Linked DNA regions of Anas platyrhynchos: region 1 is linked to region 2. Evidence: chromatin contacts called from public Hi-C data. All regions are on one chromosome and are shown on one strand. Each heading gives the region's core, a stretch centred on a gene start, on an enhancer-like site or on the middle of the called end of the contact. The rest is flanking DNA. Distances are from core to core; before and after follow the strand shown.

Region 1 (3,318 bases), core at 51-2,550, 36 kb after region 2:
TCAATTTTAAGTCACATTTTTGCAGAGTCAATGAGAGCACAGAGCAGATCGAAACATTACACAACCGTGGTCTTGTTGGGTGAAAATCCTAACCCTGTAAGGCGACATCCAAGAATCAAAATTTGGGTACAGTAAGCAAAATGAGAGAAGTGTTCCTCTGTGTCGTTTTGGTTCACGTTGCAGGCCACTTCTGTGGAATTTACACGCAGATCTGAAACCCGTGGATCAACGCGGCCTCACCCATGTAAATATTCATTCAAACTTAGGCACTTTGCAGAGCATTCTTCTGAAATTGAAAGAAATGACTATAAAAGGAAAACCAGCAGTAACCCCAGCAGTTGCTTTTTTAAAGCTGCAAAGCTTCAAAGACTTCACCTTTATGAGGCTACAACATCCGCAGAACCTCAAAGCTGTTGTTTCATTTATTCCTACATTTCTTTTTTTAAATATCAAGCCATTAATCCTCAATGGCCTCTGCTCAGAAGTACAACAGACACATTTTCATTGCTAAGTTTGCTTAAGTAGATCTGGATCAGAGGAACAGGGTGTGAGTTAGTTAACAGATCCCAAATTAAAAAAAAAAAAAAAAAAAAGGAAAGAAAAGAAAAGAAAAGTAACAGAACTTTCAGCTTTCTCTTCCCAGCATAAACACCTTTTGCTATTAGGATCAGAAACAAACCAAACGAAAGCAAACAAACAAAGAAACGAAACCAAAGATGAAGTCATTCACTTGTTATCAACCCATATTTGGTAGGAGGCAAGCATTTCCTTCCAACTGGCAACTACCATCTCCGGTTAAGCAGAAGAAATTTCCCCCCATCAATGCTGAGAAGACGACGCTCATCACAGCGTGGCCTATGCACATGCGAGCTCAGGTTGTCAATCCCGTGCACTGCCAGGAGCACAAGCACCGACTCGCAGGCGTGCAGAGCCCAGAGGAGCTGCCGTGCTCTGCAAGGGCAACTCAGGGCTGCTCAGCTCTCCCCACACCTCACCCACCTGGCACGCACGCGGCGGGCTTGCTGCAACGCGGCTGGAGCGGTGCCGTCTGCTCTGGGCTGCACCTCAGCACTCTCGTTTCCATAGTCTTGGACAACATTAGGAAGGGCTCTCACCATTATCTTCAGACCTTTTTTTTTTTTTCTCTTTTGGTAAGTTAATCAGTAACCAGAGCCTTCTGCCAAAAGTTTGTGCTACTGATTTCAAGGCCCTGCGGCACAGAAGGCTTTGCAAGGTTTGTAGAATTCGAAACTTGAGCTATTTATACAGCAAATCCTCTCCTTTCGCATTTAGGCTTCCCTACACCGTGAGTAAAGAGGTGCATTTCCCATACTGCAACACCCTATCCGCAACTCTGAAACCAGCTGTATCAGGCAAAATGCCCTAATCCACATGCTCGGGTTCCCAAGGAGCAAGCCTTGCCACGTCCCTGCCTAAGGAGGCTACGAGAAAGAGCGAGACACTTTTTATGAGCCAATTACTCAGCTTTAATTTCTCACCGTGATGATCTGTGTCCGTTTACAGCTGCAACAAGCGCAGGCAGCACAGAAGGCACCGTCAGTAGCGTTACTTTAGAAGTCCTCACCCGGTGGGACCAATAAAACGACCTGCAGAGTAGCCACAGCCACAAAACTGCAGCTGGCAGCGGAGCTGCTTCGTCCAGCACTGAGACCTCAGGTCAGCCCGGTGCTTGAGCCTTGAGGATCTCCAAAGGGGACCCTGTGGTAACTGCTAGTTAATGTGGTTAAATCGCTCTGATTAAGCATCCCTTCCCTTTGGCTGCTCAGCTTTCAAGCTCATCGGGTTTTATTTTATCATTTATCTAGTTCGCTACTTCTCCAAGCCTCCACAGCCCCAAGACTTCTCGACAGAGAAAGAAAAAAAAGCGTGCAAGACATCTTTAGGCTTCCCAAAGAGGCCAATGAGATAACAGCCCAATGCTTTATTTGGTTCTGATTTGATTCCAAGTCACGTCACCTTACAGACTCCTCTGACCAGAATCATCCAGGGAGACACCAGGCAGAAACTTCTTCGTTCCTCCTAAGCTTGCTTCTTTGCCCTCTACCCGTGCCACACCAGTGCTGCTCAACCTTCCAGGAAAAGACAAGCTGACTTCGTAAGAAAGGAAGCCTGCACTACGCACCACACATCACATTTCACCCCTAAAATATGATTTCCTATAACAGGTAATTGCAGCAGCTCATCAGATTCTTAGCTGAACACAGAGCATTTACAATTCTTTGTCTATCAGTTTATCAAGGCAGCCACAAACTGAAGTAAATGGCTGCCAACCTATTCAGGATGAAATTGTAAGACGGGAGAGCAACTGACATAAGAGAAGGGTAGAATTTACCCAGAAAGTTGGCTGTACTTGAGCAAAGCCCAGAAATCTTCATAAATTAGCACGACGCAGTAATTCGTGTTACTTGAATCGTGCTTCGCTCCCCTTCTGCTTCACCCCCCTTCCGCTTCACCCTGACAGGGCAGGAACTAATTAACAAGGACACGTTCCCCTGCACATCGCTCTAAGTACTCAGTTCGCATCTCACACGTGGCACTGTCCACTTGGAAAACATTTTTTCACATCTAGAACAATTTGTTTCACACGCAGCTCTGCAGATGAGCCGGTCTTTGTTCTTTATCTACACACAGAGACATTTAATGGGAGCGCGCAGTGAAAATTTAATCTTTACAAAGGCTTTGCTACACATGAAAGCAAAGCCTTCCACAGAGTCATTTGTCTCTTTTACAGAGATAAAAATAAAATAAGACATCCAGAAAACCAGTTCAAATGGAGGCTTCAGGTTCAGTATTATGTACTGCCGATTAAATAAGACTCTTCAGTCCTGGTCTTTCTTTTCTCCCCCCTCGTTTCTACTGAAAACTCTAAAACCTGCATAGATAAAACCCAATTTTCCATAATATGTTTTGGCTGTATGGAAAGCACACGGTTCATGCTTTCCTGATCAATTTTGCATAAAACCTAAAAGTAGAAACTCCTTGTGCCCCAGTGACCAGACACCTCTCTCTCAGTGGCTCTAGATGCCACTGAGAACATCTGGAGATTTTCTGAGAAACATAAACAAGAGAAAGGACAACTTACATTTAAATATATTAACTTGCGTAAGATTTGGAGAAAGATCTGCAACACCCTTCAAATGACAGGCCTCTTCTAAAAGCCTCACGCTTTGCCACTGAACGAATTAGAACAAGTTCTCTGAGGATTCAGAATACTGAAGATAATTGAGCTTTCCACAGGTCCTGTACGAACACTGTAACAGCTTTACTGGATGTGATTCCAAGCTCCATAACAAAATC
Region 2 (3,433 bases), core at 702-3,201:
GAGGAAAAGACTGGCTTCAGGCACTCCACTCAGCCCCCACGGCTATGGAAAGCCTCCTTGACTCGGGATCCCTCGCTTTGTTTGCTCTCTCATCTCTCAAGCTCGGTACTTACAGGCACCGCTACATATGCAAAATCCATCAGAATTACAACACCCTCTCAGCAAGCACACGCAAACCTTCCCGGGTGCAAAGAACTGACAGCGAGCAGTTGTACAGAAGGCTTAATTAAAAGGCACAGACTCCGAGATGGGGACTTCATTAAGGAGAAAGGCAGCTAATTGCCACTCATCAGCAAGGGTCCCGGTGCACGCTCATCCTCCAGAGCCACTTCTCTACATGGATGCTGAGAGCAGGGCCCCCGAGAGAAGGGAAGGCAGAAATGAGGCCTGCAGCGAGGGGAAACACAAGAGCCTGGATGCAGCAATTTCTTCCCTCTAAAAATGGATGTGCTTTTACTAAAAAGGGAATTCCTAAAAGCTCTTCATCGGGTGGTCAGCTCCTGGCTCACCGAGTCCAGGGAAGAGCAAGTACCGGGGCATGAGGTTAGGAAAGGGACAGATAAAACCCATGGCAGGGAGCAATAAGTTAAGAGTTTAAATGACAGGCTCTCGAAACGCAATTTAATTAAATATCGTACTACACAGTGAGTTTGTTTCCCTAGCTCGTTAGGACAAGGGGTTGTTAATGGCACTTATTACCAAGGCAGCAGGTCAAGCAGATTTCGGGCTATTTTCATCCCTGGCTAAAGGGAGGAACAAGGGCCCAGCAAGAGAAATCCTTCAGCTGAACGATTTGGTGCTGAAGCCCTGCGCTGCTGGAACGTCGCTGTTCCAACAAGTGCTCCTGTGGGTGTGTTAGCTGCCTGAGTTGAGTGACATCGCTGAATGAAAACACCCAAAAAAAAAACAAACCACAAACAACCCAAAATCAAACACTTGCAGGTCAGATCCTAGGGTCTGCTGGAGATGCGCTGAGTCTTCATCAGCTCTGGCCACGAATGCACTCTCAGCCTTGGAACAACACAGAAGCACACACTGGGGTCACCACTTGGTGGGTTTTATACCCTCACACATTCTCACACCGCGCTACACCCAAACCGAGGCATTTCTGCAGCATCAGACAGAGCTACGGCCCTGAGCAGGTTTCCTTCCACCCCACAGCAACCCAGCTTACGCCGTGGATTGGGACTGATTAAATGTTCAAGCAGCCCCTCTGTGTCACTGCTTCACTTTGCAGTTCCTGCCTGTTTTTAAGAGCAGCCGCAGCACGGATTAAACGTCCATGATATCACACTACACAACTTCAAAGACACAACTGGAAGTTATTCTGCGCTTGCATTAGAGCCTCCTTGAAAAAGCTCCTGGGCTGAAGAGATAACAGAGAGCAACTTTGATTTTCAGCCTTTTGTATCGCTCAGCGTGTTTGTGTATTAAAGGCACCCAGCCTGAAGTTTCCAGATTTCATGGTGAGCCTCGGGACGGCAGAAAGCACAGAACGCCAGGAGCACAGGAGCACAGACCTTGGGGCAGGAGCACGCGCAGCGAGGCAACTGACACAGCGGCAGCTTGTGGTTTGGAAAGTTCCCAGAAACATTCAGCCTTTAACTTCCACGAGGTTAACCAGAAATTTAACTAAGCCTAAGCCAACGTTTCTAAAGAAAAACAGTTTTCAGATTTCTTGTGACTGGCCCTGGTTTGGTTTCACCAGCAGTGGGGCCGTGCAGGCAGTGCCCCAGCATCCCAGACCTCATTGCCTGGGTGCCACGGGAGGGCTGGGAGCATTCCCCGGGGCTTTCTGCGTGCTTCTCACATCCTGAGCTGAAATCCGGGGTGCGTTCCTCATCTTCTGGATCCCCTCCTTTCAGTCACGATGCATCTTGTGAGGAGAAGAACCTCGCTCAGATTTTTATCAAAAGCAAGAGCAAAGGCTGATGCAGCAGTTCCCTCTGAGCCACGGTACCAAGGCTGACGAGGAGCTCCCCTCCCAGCTGCTCCTTCTGAAGCCCACGCAGTGCCTGCCTCTGGTGAACCTCTCGTGTTCCTCCGATTCAGTCAGCTGCCGGCCTCTGAGGCACGGAGCTGGAATTTGGCAGATCAAGATTATTTTCTCAGCACAAAGGGCTGCTAGGAAATCTTTCTTCTGCCATCTCTCAGCATTTGATTTCTATTTTTCTGTATTTTTTTTCTCCCAAACTCCTAGGCACTTGATGTCTGCTCCAGGCCTAGCCAGACCCTGTGCTCTGATTCCAAAACTGGCGCTGTGCCCCAGCTCCAGTTTTTCCTTCCCGTGCCATAGATGGGCTCTGCTAGCAGAGCCTGGCGGGGAGCAGGGCACGAGCAGCTCCACGAGCACTGCCAGCTCTCCCGAGGCTTCACGAGATCACCGCTCCCACAGCGTCCTTCCCCACAGCTCCTGGTGACCCCAAGCCCTCCCTGCAGGATGCTGTCCCCGACCCGCTCGCTGTCCCCATGCCCCCTGCACCCGCTCAGGGCCAGCTGGAGGCAGGAGGAGGCAGCCGCAGCTGGCGGAGCAGCAGCAGGTTTGCCGAGAGGTGTGAAGGAGCAGATGCATTTCGAGGTGCAATTTCCAAACACGCGGGTGCTGTGAGAGAAAACAGAGGTGTTGGGCCCGTGTGTGCCCCGACACCTCCTGGCTTCTCCGCCAGGAGCTTCCCACCGCTGCCAGCGCTGCTTCCTTGAAACCGTGCCCGCTCTCATGGCACTCCCTTTTCCTCCTGCTGCTAATTATTCCATCTGGATCCTTTCCGCAGAATCACTCCCATCCCACCTGTTATTTTCGGAGAGTTTCACAACGCTTGTCCAAGGGGAGGATCGGGGCTTCGGCTCGCTTCCATCAGCTGTAATCTTTATGCTGATCACTTGCCAATCTCCTGCGACTCTCTGGAGCTTTCTGAACTGAAATCCAAGTCTGACAGCTTCAGCGTTTAGTAGTGGATATAACACAGGATTGTGAGATAAAGTGGTGCATCCTCTCACCCCAGAGGCCAGCAGAACCCCGGTGTTCCCTGCCAAAGACCCATGGGAGGTGCTGGCTCAGGCTCAGCTCCGTGCGCTGTCCTCGACACCTGAACCATGCCCAAACCTTCTCGATGCCCCCAGCTCAGCCCCAAAGGCCGTGCTGTACGCTACAACCGCCCCAAAAGAGAAGAACCCAGAGAAAAAATCCCCTCCTTGAAGCATCTCAACAGATGAGGACAAGAAATGGGAGCAAATCATTTGGAGCAGGGAGCTGCTGGAGCCGAGGCTCTGTGCACGTGGGCTGCTGCTTGGCGGCTGCCGCTGAGCCAGACACAAACAGAGAAGGGAAAACAAAATGGGAAAGAGTCCCGGCGCTGGGGATGGTTGGAGGAGACGGTGCCAACACCGAGCAAAAAAGGATCAAACCGGATTTGGGAACGTTGTGGGTGTGACA

The links. A called contact is a pair of places that touch in the nucleus more often than the background predicts.
Region 1: a contact with region 2 is called in a Hi-C map of skeletal muscle, with 3 times the contacts expected there. The contact joins two enhancer-like sites. A contact is called at or near these places in 5 of 8 Hi-C or Micro-C datasets (F1 follicle, F5 follicle, liver and 1 more).

The regions. Positions count from the first base shown.
Region 1 is chr9:2,429,606-2,432,923 of IASCAAS_PekinDuck_T2T, forward strand. All of the region lies in intron 2 of PPM1L (protein phosphatase, Mg2+/Mn2+ dependent 1L), which reads right to left. Among named protein-coding and RNA genes, the nearest start is that of PPM1L, 18 kb to the right of the region's middle. Within about 2 kb of position 1,301, at least 1 of the 8 cell types and tissues checked has an H3K27ac peak or open chromatin away from gene starts, as enhancers often do.
Region 2 is chr9:2,392,865-2,396,297 of IASCAAS_PekinDuck_T2T, forward strand. All of the region lies in intron 2 of PPM1L (protein phosphatase, Mg2+/Mn2+ dependent 1L), which reads right to left. Among named protein-coding and RNA genes, the nearest start is that of ARL14, 36 kb to the left of the region's middle. Within about 2 kb of position 1,952, at least 4 of the 8 cell types and tissues checked have an H3K27ac peak or open chromatin away from gene starts, as enhancers often do.